2 separate regions of the Gossypium arboreum genome follow, and region 2 is linked to region 1. A link is a contact called in public Hi-C data. All regions are on one chromosome and are shown on one strand. The core of a region is the stretch at or near the end of the contact, and the rest is flanking DNA. Distances in the headings are between cores, read along the strand shown. Region 1 holds the start of LOC108469100 (fasciclin-like arabinogalactan protein 21). Region 2 holds the start of LOC108469565 (protein CELLULOSE SYNTHASE INTERACTIVE 1).

Region 1 (4,407 bases), core at 1,683-4,182:
AGCCGAACGTTATCTAGGAATTTCTTTGGTTTTGCGGTTAGAAGTATTTTGCTTAGCTTCTTATATTTATTGTGATCGCTTCTAATCTATGAGCTACCCTCCCCAATCAGCTCATGGATCTTTTTATTTACATTAAAGACGTGTTTAATAATGTCGTCATCCTTCGAATCCATCATATAATTATTCAAGCTTTCCAGAAGCCCCATCATTTTTATTTTTTTTCAAATTAGGCTCAAAGTCTTCGATCACTTTAGGAGTCCGAATACACCCCTTATAGAACACATAACCATGAACATAAAAAAATTATGTATATCTGATTAAAACATATTTTAATCAACTCATTGTTGATACCACATATTATTTGGATAATACGTGCATATTCGAGACTACTCCTTAATACAACAACTCACAAAAAAGTATTGAACGAAGTCAACAAATGGCGTTACACTTCTATTGCCATAATAAGCACTTCTTTTATTCATGACATAATTAAAAATATAGATTCCTTTTATTTTGTTTTTGGTTAATATATTTATATATGAATATACAGGGATGTGCATAATTCGATTTTAACTGACCCAAAAAAAATTATTTTGATTAATCAGTAAACCATCGAATCTAATTCATTTAGAGATTGATTAAATCTTTTTGAAATTTTGATTAACCGTTGATTCAATTCAAAATCAGGTAATTAACTGAATTAACCAAAATTATTATAAACCCATTATATTAGATAGGTCCAATATATTATGTAAACCCAAAATATAAAAATTAAAGAATGAATTTAAAATTAATTAGATTTATACAAATTATTATAGTGGGCTTAAAATCATAATAGAATTATATATATTTAAACTAAAAAATAAAAGTATAATAAAAAAATAAAAGAAAGAACCCTATTTTTTTTCTTTCCAGAGTCAAACTCATAATATCTTCTATTCTTCTCGACTTCTTTGAATTTTTTTTCAAACTCTTTTTTTCATTTCACTACTCAAGTCTTAAGCTTTCTTATTTTTAATGTAGTGTTTGTTATAATAATTTTAAATTAGTATTGTTATTGTGTTATTTATTATTTTGGCTTCTTCTTCTTTTTTTTAATTAAAAGCAAAGAAAAATAACATTGCAATGGTATGTTTTCATCTTCCTAATTTATTTGAACAAAAAAAATGTAAAAATTTAGATTAATTTAATTAGCCGTCCAAATTAATCGAAATTATGTTGGCCAGTTAAAAAATTTTGAAAAAGTTTCGATTCGGTTAATGTTAAGATTTTTATGATTTCGATTAATTCGATTAATGATAATTTAATTCGAATATTAATTAAACTGACCGTTTGAATACCCCTAAAAATATATATACTCATTGCAACATTTTGGATCCATTAAACCATCTAACACGTCATTAATGCAAATTATATGATCACAATCTCTAATTTTTTTAGACATGTTTCAAAATTAGATATTAACAGTATCACCCAAGATTTAAACTTACAATCTAAATTTTGAACTCATATATAGTTTATCAAAGACCGAACCAATAACCTAACCCTAATACTAATGCAATATTATGCAAACAACAAATGAGCATTTGCGAAATTAAGAAATTAACTTACATGATCATTGTTGGATGATCTGATATACTGATCAAAATGAAATCATAAAATCAAAATCGTCTTTCCTTAAAATAAAAAAATAAAAAAAAAAAAGAAGAGAGAGACAGAGAGTTTTTTTTTCTTCTTATTTTTCCACCAACCTCATATTGGTAAAATGAAAGCCAAAAAGTTGGATAATGTTAAATTTATTGTAAATGGGTGTTGGTAATTTCAAATTACTATATAATAGAATCGAATTAATATAAAATACAAAGGAAAAAAAATATAAACATAGTCGAACAAAATTCACATAGAACATGATAAAATTAGAGATTTATAAGACCCAAGCCTGAATAATACGTCTTAGCTTTTATCAACAATACTAAAGCATGATTGAGGAATATTAATTTCATACATTATTGTTGATTTTTGTTTTTCATTACAACTTCAAATATTAATTTATTTTTCACTACGTCACCATTTCTCTAAATTTGAGAAAGAATTAAGTCTAAATTCTATAAATAATAACTCATTTATTGATTAAACTTGATAAGATCTTACAATTTTCTTTTGTTAGAAAAAAGTTGAAATAAATATTTGCAGGCTTGTGAACTGTGAGTAGGGAGGTAAAAAAAAAATCCTGAATATGATGGGCTCCAACTCGACTTAATCTTTAGGGTTGAATTTTATTTTAAAAATTGTTTTCGAGTTGAGTTAAATTAAAATAATAATTAGATCAGTTTTAGATGTGAGGTAAATCTGCTCTGCTTGTCTCATGATATTGATAAAGATACTCTTGATATATATAAATATATATTAAAAATTTCTTTTAATAAATAATAAAATATAAATAAATAATATATTACGTTTTAAATTTAAACATAAAAAAACCTTATTTGCAGAAAAACAATTAGAAATGTAATTTTATTTATTTTAAAATAAAAATAAAAAATTGAATGGGGTTAGATTAGAGTTGAAATTGAATCTTTGAATAAATTGTGAATTCGTGTTAAAACAAATAATTTTTTAAGAGTGAGGATTGAATGGAGTTGGAGAAAGATTGCCCACCGGCTGCAATCCATACTAGGTAGCGCAGCAAAAGATATTTAATTTTTATAATTAAGATTTTAAATTTTAGAAACACGTGTTACAGTGGGGCAATTTGGGCATTTGATTAAAGTAGGATGCTGAAAATGAAATACAACAGTGAGTAACTGGGAATCAGCATAGCAAGTTTTGGACCGTCCGATCAGCAGAAATGAATTGATGACGAATTTAGAAACGCTGACACTCCTTATAACCGAGTGTGAGGATGTACTTAAACAACTCGTAAATGAATCTGAAAACGCACCCAAAAGTAGTTTCTTGGTTCCCGCCAAAAAAAAAACAGAAATCATAAAATTTATTTGAAGGACACTCCTAACAAACCCCCTAAAACCGTTGGTGTCAGCCTCTTCATTTCCCAATTCCCACGCGCCTCCCTTATAAATAAATATCCATCCACTTTCGCTATCTCTCTATCATTTTCCTACTCTTTCCAAGAATCCTCCAAACAAACTCCCTCTCTGAAAAATGGCTGTTCCCTCTCTCACTCTCATCATCGTCCTCGCTCTCTCCTTCCTCTCCGTCTCCCACACCACTTTCGACCAATTTCTCACCTCCACCTCCACCGCTTCCACTGCCACCATCAGCGCTCCACAACAATCACCCTTCTTCACAATCTCACCTTCGCCTCAACCACCTCAAGATCACGCCGACCACGCGTTCCTCCCCCACACTTCACTCCTTGCACCAATCCTGTCTCATCTCGGCTTCAACGAGCTAGCCACCGCCGCTCCCTCCCTCTTCAGTGACTCTACCTCCGCCGCTGCTTGGTCTGGTCCGTACACTATCTTTGCTCCCTCTGATTCCTCTGTCCGCTCGTGTGCTTCTTGCTCTACTCCTTCCCTCCTCCGTGAACACATGGTTCCTGGCCTCTTCACCAACGATTACCTCCAGAAACTCACCTTCGGTACCAAAGTCGAAACTCTCAGCCCCGGCCGTTGCTTAACCGTTACCTCCACCGCTAACAACCAGAAAAACTTCACCGTTCACAAGATCTTTATCGGCGGAGTTGAAATCACTCAGCCAGATCTGTTCAACAACGGTCTACTCATTATCCACGGCCTTCAAGGCTACATCTCACCTCTTTCGCCTTTCTCTTGTGACGTAGAACGGATGACGTCACTCTCTTTCCCGTTCCACCACGGCCAGAGCCAAAACAACCAATTTAAGCAGCAACAGAATGTGGCTCTGATGCGATTCATGCTTCGAGACGCCATGCTACGGCTGAGAAATAACGGCTTCTCCGTTCTCTCACTCGCTATGAAAGTCAAGTATGCCGAACTCATTCCTCTCATCAATGTCACGATCTTTGGTCTTGATGATGTGTCCATCTTCTCCGGTTCGTACGCTTACATCCACAGTGTAAGATTCCATATGGTGCCAAATCAGTTTTTGACTGTTGCGGATCTGGAGAGACTTCCAGTGGGGACCACTCTGCCGACATTGGACAGAGGGCAGAGTTTGGTGGTGACGACGGCGGGAGAAGGCATTACGAAGAATCAATTGAGGATCAACTATGTGGCGATTAAGGTTGCTGATATGATAAGGAATTTGAATGTTATAGTACATAGCATTTACCTGCCATTCCCACATCTTCATCCTATGGCGGCGGTGACTGATGCCATTTTAGGTGGAGATCAGACGTCGACGGTGGGAGGAACAAATGGGGATTGTGAAGCTTCGAATGAGCAAGGCCAAGGCAATTGTGGAATG
Region 2 (3,843 bases), core at 837-3,336, 430 kb before region 1:
CATAGTACCTAGGTGGTGAGTGGTTTGAGTACGCCATGTAGTAAGGATAATATGGGTTATAAGGGTTGTACAGATCGTAATGATGACTTGTGTGAGATTAAGGCTATGATTGTTGATAGGATAATCAAGTTTGGTCTAGGGTTGTTTGAGTTTGAGGTAGAGGTTGTAGATTCAACCTTTGATGTTCTTTTTTGTTGGTAAGGATATCATAGTTGGAATAAGTCATGTTGTCTATGCTTACTGAACCAATTGTTTATGAATGAAATTGGAGGGGGTTAGATAGATTATTCACCTAGCGGGCCAATTGCCGTAAGAGATATTCTAAGAGATGGAAGAGCTTAGTGTTGTTGGAAAACATGGAGAGATTGGTTGGTGGAGTTGTTGTCTTGACTCCGCTGACTTTGGACATGTATTTAATGGAGATGTTCATAGGCTACTTATCACTCTTAATTGGTAGCCTATCACTTGAGTCGCATAATGTAAATATCTTTTTTTAATAAACTCATTATAGGTTCTAATTTTTTTTTGGCACAATAAATTGAACTACCCATAGCCCATCCTTAACGCATAAATGGGAGGATAATGTGCTTTAGCGCAATCGAACCCATAACTTCATGTATTGACAATAATATTTATATCAATTAAGTTAACAATCAATCGACACGTAAATATATATTTTTTATTAGATGGACAATATAACTTGATGTGATGCGCTTGTAGATTGGCAAAATGGTTGAGGGTGGCTGTACTTGGTAAAGTATGTCTAACACACATAAGACAAATCCATTTTCATATATTTATCATATTTATTAATTAATTAATTTTCGAGTATTTTTCCTTTATATCATTTTAAAATTAAAAAATTATTTGTGACCATTTTCATTTTGTTCCGTAAGCCCTTTGTTTTACTTTTATCCCTTTTCTTGATTACAAGGTTAGTTCTCACGAGTCTTCCAAAAAAGAAATTTGAATTTCTCATATGATATTACTGTTTTTAGTAAATATATTCGTAAACATGATATATTATATATCTAATAAATATATATTTGATTATATTATCCAAAAATTATTTTCTGATATTTATGTTTAGATTTATACCTAAACTAGTAATATAAAAAATAGTACAATAGAATTTGCCTCTGGTGTAAAAATTAGAATCAATATGCTGAACTTAAATCAGATGAATTAATTGCAGTAGAGTAGGATTGTTCTTCCATACCCAATTGTTTAGTAAATTACTGATCAAGCCAAATGGTTTTATTTTTCCTTTAATTTTTAATCATAAATTTAAAAAAGGTTAAATATCTGACAGTCTAACTATTACTTACAAAAAAGAAAAGTTGATAAATGTGTTATTCTTTTATTGTTTTTATTCAATAATATATAAAAAGAAAAGTAAGCAGGAAAGGGTATATTGGTAATTGGAATAAAATTTCTGCTGTGGTAGTAACAGAATAACAAGGAATATTATTAGGAACAAATTAATAATAATTATAATTAGGTGTATCTTACTGTTTACCAATAAGACAATGAATATTTTGGAAAAGAAAAACAACAACAAACCAATGAATATCCATTTCCAGCCAACTAAGAGAGAGAAAAAGATGCTGGCTTACCTACTTGGCCGCTTGGGTTGCTTAAACTGAAGCTGCATGGTTTTCTTATTATCTTTTTCATTTTAAAATAATATTTTAAAGTTTTTATCTTAAACAATTAAAATTTAATAACAATAAAATATAACATAAGTAACACATTTAAAAATTTTATGCAATACAAATTATTATACTACCAAATTAATAAATATATAAATATTTTAAATAGGTTTACTGCATTAATATATATAAATTATTGAAAATTTTATTTAAAAAATTAATTATAAACTGAACCTATTTTTTTTTTTTGTAAAATCATGATTTACACTCAAATTATTATTGAGAAAGATGAATACCCAATCAATAAACCATAATTTAAAATTTTATAGGTACTTTTATTCTTTTAATTTTGATAATTAAAATCTATTCAACTTTAATTATTAAATAAAAATTAAAAATTAAAAGTAGAATAATTATAAAATGGGAGATAAGTATACCTTTTTTTTAAAAAAAAACTCTTTAGAGTTTAGAAGAGAAGAAGCTGAGCCGAGAAGCAGAGCTTTCAAGTTGTCGGTGGTCCAGTGAAAGCGTCGGCTGTGTGAGCTGTGAGTGAACTGAAAACAAAACACAACCTCCGCTCTTTTTTCTTTTCACAGAAAAAAAATAAATTAAAAACGAAAAACAGAAAGACAAGAAGAAGTAGAAGAAGCATTACCCAAAAAAAAAAAAAAAAAAGGAAAATCAATTTCTCTCTCTCTCCGTCTTTAATATCTCTCTCATCGTTGGCTTCTCTTCTACGAAATTGATAGATAGAAGCACTCCAAATCAAGGAGACTAAGCTCATTCTTCCTTCATTTCTCTCTCTTGAAGGTTTGCCTTCACTTTCTCTTTCTTTTTTCCATCTACATTTCTATTTTCATCATTCGGTGTCGTTTCTTCCAAATCTAAGCTCCTCATTTTTTTCTCCTTTAATCCCTCTTCGATCTGCTATCTACTGACTTTCAATTTGGTAAAATTTCAGTTGATTTTAATGGAAAATGATACAAAATCAGTGCGATGGAAATGTGATCTTTTGCTCTACCCCTTTTTGAACTTTCAGTTTACTAGTATTAGATGTATTGGTTTATTGTTCTTTTGAAGTCGAATGTTTTGTTGAATTATCATGATTTTTGCTTGATCTGGACTTTTTTTTATTTAGAAATTCGTATTTAACTTATTTCTTTTACTTTTTGGCAGGGGATTTTAATGTTTTGACGACGCGTAGCGGCTGGATCTGACAAGGGGCTAAGGTTTATTATTTTTTCTTTCAAGATTCAGCGAATTTTGCAATAAAAGCAAAGCTGGCGGCGACAGTGTCTTGGAGGTTCGCTGCCAACAATGGCAGCGGCCTTGCTGCTAATGATGTGGTGTGTTTCTAAATTTTCATGCTTAATTTTGGGATGATTTAAAGGATATGGTTTGTGAATGTATTGATATGATACATTTATGAAGTTTAAGGTGGTTGATGTGTTTTGATCTCATTTTCATCATTGTTAATAAATAAATGCGTCCTTTTAGTAGAATTTGTTTTCTATAAGATTGGAGAATGATTGCTTCTTTCCTTCGACATGGAAATGCGGTCTAACAATGATGAAACCTAAAATAGATTTGGATTTGGACACTCGGAAATTTTATTGCCAATTTGTTGGCTGAAGATCACTTCTATTTGAAATTTATCAAGAGCCACTTATTCCGAAAATTAATATGTGATTTTCAAATATACGTTCTTCAAAATAATATACTTTGAGGTGAAGGTGTCATTAATATGCATTAATGCTACACCTACCGGTTCATTTCATTTCTCTAAAAGTTTGCCATTAGCAATGGAGTTTAGTTCAAAGACATATGCTGAGCAACAATATGACAATGTGTATTCTCTGGTTTTCTCATACTAGAATGTGACAGGTAATTACCAGTATCTCTGTCCCCAAAACAACGAACAGAGGAATGAAATGCTGCATGTCTACTTTCAACTTTCTCTAAGCCCTAGAATAATCGGCCGAGTTGGGAATATTTTTTGATTGTTTCAGAACTAAGTTCTGCAATGCTTTCTTGTTAATGATTTCCATACACTTTCTTAAGTATAGCTTCTCACTATAATCATATAGCTTGTTTTTATTATTTTTACATGGCTACTTTCATTCACCTGTTGATGACTTGTTATAATCAATTGAATAAATTTGAATTTTTAACATCATTACCTTTTTTATGT

What was found. Hi-C and Micro-C count contacts between places; a contact is called where the count stands out from the background.
Region 2: a Hi-C map of leaf shows a contact between it and region 1, with 2.4 times the contacts expected there. The contact joins the promoter of LOC108469565 here to the promoter of LOC108469100 in region 1. A contact is called at or near these places in 2 of 5 Hi-C or Micro-C datasets (both in leaf).

The regions. Positions count from the first base shown.
Region 1 is chr11:65,427,129-65,431,535 of ASM2569848v2, reverse strand. LOC108469100 (fasciclin-like arabinogalactan protein 21) reads left to right here and starts at 2,932. Exons shown (of 1, transcript XM_017769989.2): 1 at 2,932-4,407. The coding sequence starts at 3,163.
Region 2 is chr11:65,857,983-65,861,825 of ASM2569848v2, reverse strand. LOC108469565 (protein CELLULOSE SYNTHASE INTERACTIVE 1) reads left to right here and starts at 2,086. Exons shown (of 8, transcript XM_017770454.2): 1 at 2,086-2,462; 2 at 2,829-2,998.